Regions from separate parts of the Anas platyrhynchos genome. Here region 2 is linked to region 1. Evidence: chromatin contacts called from public Hi-C data. All regions are on one chromosome and are shown on one strand. The core of a region is the stretch at or near the end of the contact, and the rest is flanking DNA. Distances in the headings are between cores, read along the strand shown.

What was found. Hi-C and Micro-C count contacts between places; a contact is called where the count stands out from the background.
Region 2: a contact with region 1 is called in a Hi-C map of small yellow follicle, with 4 times the contacts expected there. The contact joins two enhancer-like sites. A contact is called at or near these places in 2 of 8 Hi-C or Micro-C datasets (F5 follicle and small yellow follicle).

What each region holds. Positions count from the first base shown.
Region 1 is chr12:20,891,234-20,898,727 of IASCAAS_PekinDuck_T2T, reverse strand. No RefSeq gene overlaps it. Among named protein-coding and RNA genes, the nearest start is that of TSHZ3, 130 kb to the right of the region's middle. Within about 2 kb of position 4,182, at least 4 of the 8 cell types and tissues checked have an H3K27ac peak or open chromatin away from gene starts, as enhancers often do. A contact at or near this core is called in F5 follicle and small yellow follicle, where this site is marked.
Region 2 is chr12:21,221,869-21,229,362 of IASCAAS_PekinDuck_T2T, reverse strand. No RefSeq gene overlaps it. Among named protein-coding and RNA genes, the nearest start is that of ZNF507, 49 kb to the left of the region's middle. Within about 2 kb of position 4,727, at least 2 of the 8 cell types and tissues checked have an H3K27ac peak or open chromatin away from gene starts, as enhancers often do. A contact at or near this core is called in F5 follicle and small yellow follicle, where this site is marked.

The sequences.
Region 1 (7,494 bases), core at 2,933-5,432:
CTCATTAGCTACAAGCCTGCACGGAGGCCCCAACTGTGACTCTTAAAGCAAGAAATACATTTCTTGTAGTTACGATTGACTTTCAGCATGCCAGCTGTCCCTCTTTTGGAAGGGATTGGCCTTATTTTTCAAGTAGAACATGTGCCATCTTGATTACCCAAACTCTTAATTCAATGCTGTTTAATGCTTTGTCTCCTCAAAATATCCCTTATCTCCAGCTTTGATTGGTGGGTAGATGTACCAGTACTGATCAGCTTAATTACCAGTGTGAGGTAGTGCAATGCAGACATGAGGTAGCAGCACACCTTTCCCAGCATTCTGAGGTAATTAACCAAAAAATATTTCCCTGCCACCTGTCTAGCCTTGGAGAAAATCCAGTTTTCTTTCCAAGCTAGGAGAATGGGGGATCATAGAAGAATTTGGGTAGCAGGATGGTTTATCCATATTTTCTGTTCTTTTTTTGTCAACTACAGTGATCATTCCAGAGGCTAAGACTGCTTTCCTCTTTCTTTCCCAACTTACAGCCCAGCTTCTGCAGCAAAGAAACTAAAGAAGTAGGTGAGTCATACAGGAAATTATGGGCTATGATGTTCTAGGGTCTGTGAGGACAGGAATACTAAATATACCTTTGGATGGATCAAGTGCAAACACAAACAAGGCTTGGTCTTACTGTGGCCCAGCTAAAATTACTAATTTTCTCTCACTTGTTCAAAGCTTAAATACAGTCTGGTAGCATATTAAAAACTTAAATTTTGTGAGTGTTCAGTACTTAGAGGAAATGTGCTGTAATTCTTACCATGCCCAAGTGAAAACATATATAGTCTATTTACATTAATTATCTACAGCAAATTAAATATAGAATCTTTCACTCCTTGGTGCTTGCATTGATTTTGGTTCAAAACCAAAACCAACACTATAGAACATCACAAAAATATACATAAAATAATGTTGCTTTTGACATAATTTATTTTGAGTAATTTTACATCTTGTATTTAAGCTTATACAGAAAAGGCATATCATGAAGTAAAAAGTGATGACAGTAATTCTGGACTAACTTCTGACTTCTGATGGCTTTCCACATACTTAGAGCATAAACTGCATGCACTAACGGGTGTATTTTTCCATCCATGAAGAAGACATCTATGGTTAAAGCATCCCAGCTAACCTAAAAATATTTTTCTCCGACACAGTATCAAATCGTCTTTAACTGGTTTTGATTCAATGAAGACTGTACAAACCAAATAAGCATTGTACTGAAGACCATTCACATTTTTTGTTTCCAGAAAACAACTCATGTTTGAGACAAGTTCAATTATCTGCAGTTAGATTTTTTATTTTTTATTCTTATGCTAGAACAGTTATTCTGCCATAGTTCAGGAATAGCTAATGGAATTTCATTCAAGCCTCATTTAAAAAACAAAATCCACACTTTTTGGCAGGATACAAGTGGGAAAAGATTTAGTCCACAATATATATTTTATTCTGGCATATAGAACAGTTGGTGGAAAATGGTTTCCCCTGTAGCCTGTTAGAAACTTAACTATCTGTCAATGATTGCTATGAATGTGGTGCATGACATGTCATGAAAATTCACATAAATAAAAACGGAAAAAACATCCTGTTTCATGACTGCCTCTATGGAACGCTCAGGAAAAAATATATGATGAGGAGAATAGAAGGGTTTTATATTCAAAATTTTTAAAAGTAAGTCTCTGGAGCTCTGGTGGGGGTGAGACCTTCTGCAGTAGTTGTTCTAGGATTACATTTATTTCTTTGTCTACCCTGAGCTGAGGTGTAATAAGGGAAGTTAAAAGGGAAGTTCATTGTCAGTGCTCATTTGGTTATTGACTTTGAATAATCCCAGTTGTAACCAGGACACTGTGATACGGACAGGAGTTGGGGTTGTTCAGCTTGGAGAAGAGAAAGCTCTGGGAGACGTTATAGCAGACTTCCAGTACCTAAAGGGGGCCTACAGGAAAGCTGGAGAAGGACTCCTTGTCAGGGAGTCTAGTGATAGGATGAGGAGTAATGGCTTTAAACTAAAAGAGGGTAGACTTAGATTAGACATTAGGAAGAAATTCTTTACTTTGAGGGTGATGAGGCACTGGAACAGGTTGCCCAGAGAAGCTGTGGATGCCCCATCCCTGGAAGTGTTCAAGGCCAGGCTGGATGGGGCTTTGGGCAATCTGGTCTAGTGGGAGGTGTCCCTTCTCATGGCAGGGGGGTGGAACTAGATGATCTTTGAGGTCCCTTCCAACCCAAGCCATTCTGTGATTCTGTGAAATGTAAAGTTGTTGAAAAAATGTAAAAAATAAAATTATCATAGGCTGCACAGTCTATGAAAATTTATGGAAGTGGAATTAAATTGTTTATGGCCTGCCACATTACTGACAGATAAAATGAGGTTTCAGCTATTGGGTAACTGGTCGTACTTGAGCTAGTGACTTTTGTCCCTGTTCCTGTAATACTTTTTAGTCCACTGCAATTTTTAAGAACTTCAGAAGTGTAGAGGAAGGAACCTGGTAAAAAGATCTCACTTCCACTCACTTCTGTTTAGCTGCAGCCTGATAAACTTGCTCTGCAGTGACCTGTGGCTGTAACTGAGGTCAGCAGGGGTGCCAGAATTAATAAAATGCACATTGAGACTTCAGACCCAGCACATTTAACTACAGAGCTCTGATGTTTGGAGGAAATATTCCCCCACTTGCTCTGTTTCAGCTCAAATATGTGTAGTAAAACCACTTAAGTATGCATTTTTTTTTTTTTTTTTTTGGAGCAGTGATTGGACTGTTTGCTTGGCTGTTTTTGTGAGAATATTTAGGGCTTTTATGAAGTTTCATCCTGCCATATTAGGCTCCCAAAACCTTAAATTTAAGGCTGTGATTAGGTCAAAGGTCTCCCAGAGTATGCAAAGGGACAAACTACTGGGTTTTATGAGCAGAAAAACGCTTCTGAAGCATCCAGATTTTCTGAAGGGACCTGTCAGGGAGCTGGTGAGGCCCTTAGTGCAGATGGCAGGCTGGGGACGGTGGTGAAGGCCAAGCCCTCAGAGTAGGCCGATGTCAGTGCTGGAAAGGCCACAGCAGCACAGGGCGCAGCTGAGATGGGCACCCTGTGGTGCAGCATGGGCTCAGGGCCCTGAGGGCTCCTGGGCCAAACGACAGGAGGCAGCTTGGTGCTTTTAAGGCCTGCAGGTAGTCCCAGCATCCTGCAGGTCTCCGATAGTCTGCAGCTATCACGTGACAGTTTCTTAAAGCAAAACTGCCATTTTGAGGTATATATAGCTCATGTTCCTCAACACGGCAACTTGCAGTTTCAGTCATTCCACGGAGTAGGTTGTTTTTGTATTACTGGTAGATTATGTTGTTTTCTTTGTTTGTTTTAAGTAATAAAATTTACCTTTAAATATCTTGACAATTTTTATAAAATAAAGTAGCTTATTGGTATTTCTGTGTGATAACTGAGGCATTGACACCTTTGGGCAATGCAGCAAGTCCAAAGATTTAGGCCTAGGCTATGGTGGACATTTCCACGCAGGCAGCAGTGCACACCTGGGTTTTGGTGACAGGAACCATAGGAAACCCCGTCTGCAGCTGAAGGTGGCAGCTTAAAAGTAAAATGATTTTACTGATTTGTCTTACCTCCTGTTTAAAGTATAAAAGGAAGCCAGCTGTATATTTTAATTGAAGCAAACCATTCCATGCTTAGTGCCAGGAAAGTTGTTTAGCAGTGACTTTGAAAAATCCTCGGAAATAAGAGTTTATTTTAGAATGCTCTTACTTCTTCAGCAATATATATTTAAGTAGGTTACATGAAGTACTATCCATTTTTAGTTAAAATGACCACTGAGATCATTAATCATGATAACAGCATTAATTGCTTAAATATCTGGTTTGCTGATTTTTTCATGTTCACAACTCTATAAGTATGTGGATTAGATGATGAAATAAAAAATGTGCATCTTTATTCCTGTATTGTCTAATTCCCGTTTGCTCTTCTGTTTAGTCTATTTGTTTATCTAGCCTTTGTCCTATGACTAACTCTGTGTAAAAGTGTGATATGGAAAAAATAAGCTCAGCAATTTTTAGTTAGCTTTTTGTCATGCCCCAAAATGTCTTTCCTGGGTGCATTTTCTGACCTAGATTCAAGTTACAAGCATGAACGTCTGTGTTAGATATGGAGTACTTGTTTGGGTTGTTCTTTATCACATGATTTTTTTGTGTGTTTCATAACTGCTGGAGAATGTACACTCTGGGATTCAACATATTTGTTTTACTGGTTGTAATAAGGAAAACTTTATTCAAGATTTCTGATGCAAATACATTAAAGGAATAGTTAGTGTTTGTTTGTTTGTTTGTTTTTCCCCCATGGGAATTTATACTTTAATTCTTGGACTTATTCTTTCAGAGTGAGAGAGAGAGAGAGACTTTAGTGTTATATAATAAAGTAGCTCATGGTACAATTAATACGATGTAGGAAAAAAAAACACATGCTGAATTTAAATAACTGGAACTGATTAAGGGGGGCATCACAATTAAATGCTAGATAGGATTGACGTAACAAATACAAGATGGCCACTACTTCTAAGTTGAAATACTCTGTCACCCACTGATGTATTCTAGGCAAATTTGTTGATAGACTAAACATTTTGATAGTCTTTCCATTATTTCTTCAAGCAATCAACTTTTAAATTTCTCTTTTCTAGTTAATAAACTTGTGTATAATTTAAACAAAAAACTGTTCTGTTTCATCATAAAAGATTTGTCTGTTACTTTTGGTGTGTAAATCAAGTGGACAGCAAAACATTCTTGAACTTGTTTTTTGAGGTATTTGTTGACAACAACAGGAAAAGAGATCACAGAGACCGCCAATAAGTGTGGACATCAATTATTTTTTAATTGTATAGGAGTATAGTACACTAATTAAAACTAGTATATCTTGCAATGCCAAAGGCAAAATTAATTATTAATTTTTATTAATATTCAGAAGTAGCACACGAAATACATTTAAAAAGATTTTGTGTCTGTGACTGAGATCTTGTTTTGCGTTATATTTTAGCAAAAATAGTATGTTAGCTAAATTTGAATAGTTAAATATGCACTGAAGACTTTATATATATATTGAAGAATGTTCTATTTAGACTAGTTATCTAGTGACAGAATACAAGAGGTAGGAAAAATAATTCTATAAAATTCCCAGGGCTTTGCTTTAACTGTTTTACCTGAGAATTATAAATGTTATTCTGCTATTGTTGCTGTGGATATTTTAATTATCAAATTGAATATTTTTGTTATGATATTTCATATTTAGTAGAATGATTTATTTTCAACTTATTCCAGGGTTTGGCTTATCAAATTAGACATGACCTGAATTGATTTGCCAAACTTGACATGCTTCTGGGCAAAGTTACTCCTTTATTTGTAAGCTATTTATTTATTTATTCATTTATTTTCCCCACAGGTTAGGCTTTAATCTATATAACTCATTTGGAAACTGCCACTCTGGATAAGAAGCCTATCAGGAAGAGCTTTTGTATGAAAACTGATGTCTTTCGCCACTGTTATTGGCCACTTGTTAATAGACCCTTATTTAAAAAGTGACTGGACTGTGCACTTAGTCACATGGTCTAAACTTTTGGGCAGACCTGTGCGGTGCCAGGAGTTGGACTTGATGATCTTTATGGGTCCTTTCCAACTTGGGATATTCTATGATTCTATTACCCTGTGTGTACCAGTTCAGCAAACGTATAGAATGCAAAATTTTAACTTTTGAATGCACAAAATTTGTTTAAAAAACTTCTGGTGGCATTTTTACTTATTTATTGAAAAGAGCATGAGCATTGTATGAAAGGAAAAAAATGGTGGCTGTTGTGAGAACAGTGATTTGCAAAAAGGCAGCTTTGTGTGTTGGTTGTTTTTTTTTTTTTTGAACGTTGACTCCTCTTTTGATGGGAATTGGTTATTAGAAACCTTATCAGAGTATTGCATTCTGCTGCAGGTTTTTTCTAGGCCAATGAGTTTCAGTCTACTTGATCCTTTAAGATTAGGCAGGCAAAACTTTCTTCTTGTTATTATTTTTAAATGAAGCTACTGAACCTTGAGAGATTTGGTTGTCTCTAATCTTTATTTTGAAACACTATGAGTTCCACCTCTCTCCTCTTAGTGATCTTATAACGACCCCTGCAGTCATTCATGCACTGCATAGAAATATGGACACTTTAGTTAAGATCTAAGATAAATATCTCACGTATCTATAGCTTCTTTAGCAGTGTAGAGCAGGACTTCAAAGTTGAGCCTTTGTTTCACCCTAATATCTCAAGCTACTATTATAGCGATACAAAAATACATTTTGTCTTAAAAACAGCGTTGTGCGTTTGATTGCTCCAACTACGCAGAGGTTGCTTTTCATTTTGTTACAGCAAAGCTAACTACTAAAAAACTTAGTTTTCCAGTGTTTTATTTGTATGTTCCATGTAAGTGTGGATGCTATTTTTGTCTTCTTCTAAAAGAAGTCTGTTGCCTTAGGAAGGTCAGTTTGTGCCCACCCCTTGAATTATAATATTATTAGCAAAAATAAGAGTGATGATAATATCCAGTTTTAGTTTATCGTTGGGCCTGTGTTGTGCAGAAGTTCATACCTCTTCAGTGCTTTGTCCATGGCTTGGGAAATGGCACAAGTAATGTTTCTAGTTACCTTGCATCTCTGTGCTTGTGTGTGTACGTGCATGTGTTTCAGCGAGTAGCAAAGAGGAGTCACCACTTTGCTGTTTCCCAGAGGAATCAGCATATGTGGGAAGATTAGGTTGTTGGAGGCAAACTCTATTCTTGGTTCTACTTTGAATTACTTGCTTTTCAAACTTGACTGCAGAATTTGACAAAATACAACTCTGGTTTCTCAAAAACAAACTAACAAAAACCAAACCAACTAACCAGCCAAAAAAAAAAAATTACAAAAAATTTCCTATCACAGTTCTAGAAAAGCAGCTATCAGAAGTTCTCTTGTGAATGTACTGCTCTCTAAAGTGAGTGCTGTGTGTTGTCCAGGAAAAACAGAGAGCACCTTATGGTATAACATTAAAGGGAGACACTTGACAAAGACAGGCAATTTAGATGCTCAGTTCTGGAAATGTATTGACTGAAGATGAAAGCTCTTTAGGGAAGAGACTTTGTCTTCTATTTATATAGAATCTTGCATAATTTAACAAATGTTGGGGACACTATTAATCTCATCCAACTTTAGATGTCTACAGTGTAGCTGTCAATCTTAAGAGAAGATCAATTGCACTCTAAAAGTGCCGGTTTCTCTCCACTGACTATAAAGAGAGCCTGCACAAGTAGTTCGGGTGCAGATAGCCTCATCGATATTTGGGCAGACAAATCCTGCTCTAAAATACTGTCTAATATGGCAAAATAATTGTGATTGACATTTAAGAAAAAATCCTTGGGAATGTATCCTGTTCTTAAATCAGCTAAGAAAAATAATGGCAACTGCTGT
Region 2 (7,494 bases), core at 3,478-5,977, 330 kb before region 1:
AGAATAATATCTTTTTATGATGAGAAGTTAAAGTAAAATTTCTGAGAGGAGAGAGAGAGAGCAAAACCAGACAACTTGTGATGTACTGCAAGGCAGAAAGTGGATTTAAAAATGAGGCTTCTGCTTTGTCTTTGGAGAAGAGCTGCTGCTGCTGCAAGCATGTAGGTTACATGGGTTGACTGAGAAACTCCTTCAAAGCTCTCTTATCTTGGAGAGAGTTCTTTGGCCAAAGAACTTCTAAAACGATTTTTACTTTTGCAGGTGTACCATGTTTTTAGCATCTCTTATGCTTCCTTCATTTTGTTAGGAATTTTTCTTTTTTTAATTTTTATTTATTTATTTATTTATTTATTTTACTGCTTCAGTTTGTCAGAGATCAGGCTATGATATGCCTGTTGCCTTAGCATTTTGTTTTAGAAAATACTGACATATCACAAATACATTCAGTACCTGTATTTTTCACTTTTTTTTTTTTTTTGTCAAAAATGCAAAGAAACTGTTTTAGGGGAAGATATCTGTCAGCTGAAATATATTTCCACTTCCTATGTGATCATGCTCAGTACCAGACATTTTGCTGTAATTATGAGAAACAGGTGATGGGATTTCATCGGGATCTCTTACTTAAAAAAACAACTGTGTGCACAAACAGGTTGGATAGAGGAAAAAAAAATCTTACTGCCACAAGCTTTCTTTCTTTCTTTCTTTCTTTCTTTCTTTCTTTCTTTCTTTCTTTCTTTCTTTCTTTTTAGTTGTCTGAATAAAAGTGATTCTCATTAAACACTATACAGACAGTATTTCTAAAAAGATATATAAATTAATTTTTTGTTTGATTAATTGGGTACTTCTACTAGATTTTTATTTATTTATTTTTAAAAAGGACTGTTCAGAAAGTATCCCAGTTGAAGAGAAGGAATTAATAAAAGTGACTTATTTATATATTTTTTTTATACCTACACAGTTATTCTCACTGACTATGTTAATTATTCAGTACTGGGTTTAAATAACTTTGCTATTCCTACCTTAAAATATTGAGATACAAAGGTTTTAAGTCAGGCAAAAATATAATTAAATTTGATAACTATAGTGAATTAATGGAATGAGAACCAGAAGAGTAAAAATATTTTTTTTCTTATTGAAAATACTGAAAAATTTGAACTGAAAATGAGGGTTTTATTGTTTTTATGCCTTGTGGAACAAAAAAATACCTTAAATTTCATTTCCAAAATGAGTTTTTTTGTGTTAAATGGATTGAAATATTGATGCAGTGAGTTCTGCTTATCACTGTAGATGTTACTCCTGTGTGGTTGGAAGAAAAAAAAATCTTATTCCTCATTTGTTATAGATACAGATGTAAGACTGCAAAAGTCCATGAAAATATGTAACATTCTCTGAGATAATTTTAAATGCTCTTATTCAGAGTATGATGCTTCAGTATCATCTAAAATGCAGATGTCAGGTTTTTAAATGGTGATAGTGCACTTTGGATAATCTATACGCTTATGGAACTCGAGAAATAATTGGTCTAAATTCTCTAATGTGAGGGAATTAAGAAGGTCTGATCTGGCATGTGCGTGGCTAGCTGAAACTTCCTGAAATGGGACATGGCACTCTAGTGCTTGCTCCTGCCTTTAAATTTGTGGTCCTAAGAACAACTGTTCTACAGCAGACCAAAAACCTTCATGGATTTAGAGGAAAGGAGCAGAAGTAGCAGAGCAAAAGTAGTGTTATATTTTCTCGAATATGCTCTCCTTGTTTGTGGAAAACAGCAATCTGTGAGTTGCAACTCTGTACTTCTGATTACTCTTGTTTCTTGTCTCTTGTGCCCTTTTGAGTTCTATTATCCCGTTATTGATAAGTGGTTACCAAACTGCACTCGAGTTTAAAGTTCAGAATCTCTGACATCGAAGAGAATCCTTCATTGGTATGAACTCCTGTGGCTGTCACCTGAGCTGGTGCTCCATAGGCAAATACCCTCATGGCTTAAACTTGAGCAGGGGACCATTGCAGACTGGTCTCAGAGTTACTGAGCTGTAATTAGCCCCACGATACTTCTCTTAGTGTCATGCTTCACAGGGCGCAACTCGGACTTGGGCACTGACCTTAAGATCAGTTAACAAAAATTATGCTTCCATTAATGTGAGTTTGTGTGTGTGTGTCAACTTGTCTGTACTCCTAAAGGAAGTACAGGAAGCCTCAGCTTTCCTATGCCACCTCTCCGGATGAGGTTTAGCAGCCCCAGAAGTGAATATAGCATTTTACCCAATTCACTGTTTAGACAAATCCCCTGATTCTGTGTTCATTGTGTCTGCTTTCTTTGAGGTTAACTTGACTGTGGCATTGCTGGCATTTTATTTCACTGAAGTGAGAACAAAACAACCAACTTTTGTGGCTGATCTGTGAAAAGCCATTATCATTAGGCCATCTGGAAAAAAAAACATTTTTTAGGTCTTGAGCAGCAGTTAAGAGCTAGTTTTTGAAGAGTAGACTTCTTGCAATTGCCACATGATAGTGACAGTGTATTATAAAAAAAAAAAAAAAAAAAAAAAAAAGTGCTGAAACAAGTAGGATTTTATACCATCATTTATATTCTAGGTTTATTCATACAATCATTTAAGCCTTTTCCTACTTTGCAATTTCTTTGTGCCAGTAAAGGTTTATATAGCTTTGGAGACACTGCTATCTGGAATGCTAACTCTGACTGGATTACCACAAAAAAACACAACAGCAGCATAGGCTCCATAAACATAGTATGAAGCTGAATAAATGGCATGTGCAATTTATATATTTTATATATATATATATATATATATTTGTGACATTAAAATACAAAAGAAAAAATAGAATTAGAACACTTACTTGTGGGCTGGTATTACTGTACTTCAGATATTAATAGTTGTTGCTATAGTCCCTAAGATTTATTTCTAATATAAACATCCTAGGGGAAAATGGATAGCCCAGATGAAATCATTCATATTTTGAATGAGAGCTTCTTACGGTTGTTTGTGAAGTAATTACACTTGAATTTATTGGGATAATTGCCAGTTGTGCATGTGTGTCTGTCTGTCTTTTAATTATTTCTCATCTTTTCTGTTTCCTACTGCCTAAGAAGTTCTATGTACTTTGTGAGATGTGAGTCCATGACAATATGGTATGAACTCAGAAAAACTTCTATAAGTTATTTTCAGAGAATACTTATTGATTATGCTTCTTTGTCAATATTCAGAAAATTCAGGCAAAAATAACTAATTTATTTTTCTGTCTTTTTAAAATCAAAATTAAAAAAGGAGAAAACATACTTTATTTAAAATTGCTTGGGAGAGATTCCTCTTCAGTACTTCCACAAACTGTACAATAAATCAGATGCATTATTAATGTGAGAGCTAGAAAATTGTATGTTGATGGGGAAAAAACTTAGAAAAAGACACTAAAGAATCCTGAACAACATAACAGATTTATGGGCTCTTCCTGTCAAATCAGCTGGAAGAACAAAGTGAAGTTCATTTACAGAGGACAAAAATTAACAAAGGATGATTTGAACTGAAGGTCATATCTGGAGCTTTGCAAACATTGCAGAATAATATATAATGGACTATACTGTAAGGGTATTTGTCCACACTGAGATCCACACCGAGAATTAAATGCTAGATTTACTTTTACTGCAGGCAGTAGGAGTGCACAGCAAACAGCAGACAGGAGCTTCTGCTTCCTGCCGAGCTCTTGGTGTATCCACTGCCTGTCAAGCTGGGGATGCAGCCTTACTAGCCAGTGCTTTCTGTACTGTGTGGAAGAGACATTCAGTGGCCACTGATGGAGGCAAGGGCGTTTGAATGTATCTCAGACCTGGTTTATTCAGATGACCTGCTGAAAGAAACACACTTCGAAAACAGTCCTGGCTAGAAACAAGTTGATGCTGAATACTTTATTCAACTGCATCTGTACCTGAATCCTAAGCTTTCACTATGGATTTCTGTTTGTCTGCAGGCAGGTTATAGTCTAATGGTGCTGTTTTCCTCCACATTCATTTTTTGTTTGTTTCTAAATCATGTGTTTTAACACACATGGCGTGCTTTTAATATTGCTTTTCCATATGCTGCTCTAAATGCATACATTCCACATATGCTGCATCTGAGGAATCTTTTTCTTTCCAAGGAAAGTGTTATTCAGTGGAATTTATCTGTACTTCAAGAAGTCTCATGCAGGACAGATGGAAACCCCTGGAAATAGATATACTTCTAAATGGTTTTGGTTATGAGTCAGGATTAAGGATGTGAAGGAGCTTGGTTTATGAAGATGCAAATGAGAAGGGACATGATCCACAAGGTAATATTTCCATTTAGATGAGATCCAGAATAAAGACGAGAAATTCTCAACTGTAATATTATTTGGTTAGAACACTGTTTTATTATCCACTGTTCTCATCCAGTTTTGTAGTATGAAAGTCAATATTTGTTTAAATACTAAAAGACTGCCAGATTGAAACAGCTTTTAAGTAATGTGTACCTTGTGGCTCCAGGTAAAGCTTATCAAGAAGTCCCATGTGAATGCAATGACTGTTTTTTAAGCTGTGAGACACTTGCAAATTTTTACGTTTGTTGAATTTTTGTGGTCCATTTCTATTTACACTTTGTTCTTTCCTAATCTCAAAACTATGTAGGCTTCAGTGTAGATCAAGAATATCTTGTACCAGAGATATCAGTATGTCATTATTTCTTCACTGAGAACAGCCAGGGCTTAGGGGTAAACCTCAGTATTGGAATTCAGTTTTATAATTCCTCATCAGTAGATGGGATATCTGTAGATACCATTCACATATTATGCAGACTACTCAAAAGATTTTAAAGGTTGTATTGAATGGATTTGGGTGTAAGTTCTGTTATCTATTAGTGTTTTATAGTTTTCATTGGAGCTTGAAGTACTCACTTCATAGAATAAGATGGTTTAGACGCTTACTTTAGAGTTATTACTGTTGAATAGGTTATATTGAAGCCATATTAGTAGGCTACAAATCCTTATTTTTTTGCTGTTGAAGGTGTGATAAGTAGTATTTAAAGTTTTGTGTTTGCATGGGGATAAGATATACTTGGACTGGGAAAACAGACTTGGATAAGAAGCTTTTCTTCCTGATATTGTAGTGAAGCTTGAAAGCATATGATTCATTACAATTATACACACTGTTCAAATTCCGTATAAGTAAAGAAATGACATAAGTATACAAAACCCATTACTTTCTGACTGCAACTCACCAGAGTTTTTGGAAAACGATCAAGTGGTTATTTTGTTCTAAGATTGAGTTCAGTCTGTGTGATATTGGTAGCACAACAAAGTAAAACAGAGTAGAACTGCAGTAAAAACACACTTCTTTTTCCTGTGTAGCCAACAATGAAGAAAGTTGTTAATTATCAGCTATAGATTTGCTTCTTATTTTTCAAAGCTTATACTACCTGGTAGCTTTGATTATATTTTGCGCTTTACATACATTGCGTCAATAGGGAGACAATAAACCAATTTTAATATGTCTCACTCTGCTATTTTTCAGTGAAACTGTCATCATGGGCCTTTTTTGTTACACTTCACAGCCTGCAATATTTTTTTCCTTTAGTTTAGCATGTTTTCTTCTCCATATAAATTGTAGTCTGGGTATTAGCATTTGTGGCATTTATTTTAATGACTGCATACGGTATGTCTTTGGGTAGACTATACAGCATATAATGCAAACTAAGCAGATACTGTACCTGAGATATGTATGAGTAAGGCAGTTAAGAGCTGAGTGGAGTTGGGAAGGGCAGTGAGTTATCCCATTCTGTAGGCAGAGGTGGCCAGATAACAGTGTGAACATGGAGTAATGAGAATTTATTATGCTAGAGTTCAGGACTTGTTTGGACGAGCATTAATAAAATAGTGTAAATTAAATGGCTAATACTTTAACACTAAAGTGTAACTCACTGCAAATTTATCACCTTTTGTATGAGATCTTTACCTACAGGTAACAATTAAGAATCTTAGAGAAAGTTCAGACTGTAATGTGACCTGGGTTAAAGCACCCTAGCATCACTACTTAGAGCAAAATTAATCTCACTTAGGTTTAGGTATTTACAGAGCAGACACCAATACCTGAGCCAGTTCTCTAAACAGTCAGTTGAGAGAATAAGAAGGAAGGAGCCATGGCCTAGGAGTGCCTATAGCAGGTGTCTAAATCGTGTCATTCTTTTTCCGTCAACTGTTCTCCCACAACTACTCTGTATGTCTAATTAACTGAGATTGGATATCTCATGCTAAAATAATCAAGACTTAAATGAGATGAATTCTACACTTCATATCTGAATTAGAAAGATTAGATCTATTCTTCAGTGACCAGAGAAGTTGGAGCTATATAGCAAACCAGTGTGGTTATTGCTAGTGATTAATGCTATGGGATTACAAGGACCTTGTTGTTTGCCACACCTGCTGCTCAGCCTGCATCAGCTAAATGTCTTGGTAATAGAGTACAGCTGGGATTCAAAAGGGCAATATTTACATGGCCAGTGGTATGGGAGGAGGGAGCAAATTTCATTGTATTTGCTAAGGGAGGAAGGGGAATTTTAGTATTACATTGTATTGTATCTTTTTAATGATTACTGGAAACTCCCTTTTTGCTACTACCAACCTGTCACAGCAGTCAGTGAAGTTTAAATTCCCCTCATCTTTTGAATAGCCAAAGGTAGTTGCCTTACTACTAAATTCTAGCTACTGTTAACACTTAATGTAAAACCCTTGAGAGAATTTGTGCTTCTGTATCTGAAAGCTTGTGAAGAGATTGGTGAGGTTAGAAAAAAATACTGTTGTCCAGAAACAGATGCGTATGGCAGCAGAGTGGTAACATGAAATTCAGAAGAACCTAGTAACATATGAATGGAGTGCACTGTGAGATGAAGTACTCTTACACTAGCCCACTCATACAAATTGCTCTGGTGTGTTGGTTTAATGGGTTTAAATACCTAGAGGACAGACAGCAAAGGCCTTGGCTTGATGCTTCAACAATTTCAGTGCAGGCTTAACTAAAGCTTAAGTTCTTCTGAGCCTGTAATGTACAGTATGAACATGTTCCATGTAGTTGATGATTTTACAGCTCTATTTTGGTACCTAATTATTGATTTTTGAGACTAATTTTAAGCACATGGGTCTAAAAATGCATACCGTAGTGATTAAAGTAAAATTTTTCCAAACTTCCTCAAACTACCTCTTGCAAATCAGAGAATCATCTAGGTTGGAAGAGACCTCCAAGATCACCTAGTCCACCTCTGACCTAACAATAATAAACTTATTGGCCATGATTCAGTAAACTACTTAAATAAAAATTTGGGAAAAGTTGCATACTTAAAGCTAATGAATGGTTTAGGGTTATTTGTATACTTAATCACTTGCTTGAACACTTCGAACCGGAGCTCCAGCTCTTAAATTTGTGTATTCTTATGATGACACTTATGAAGTGGGCAGGAACCTTGCAGCTAAAAGCAT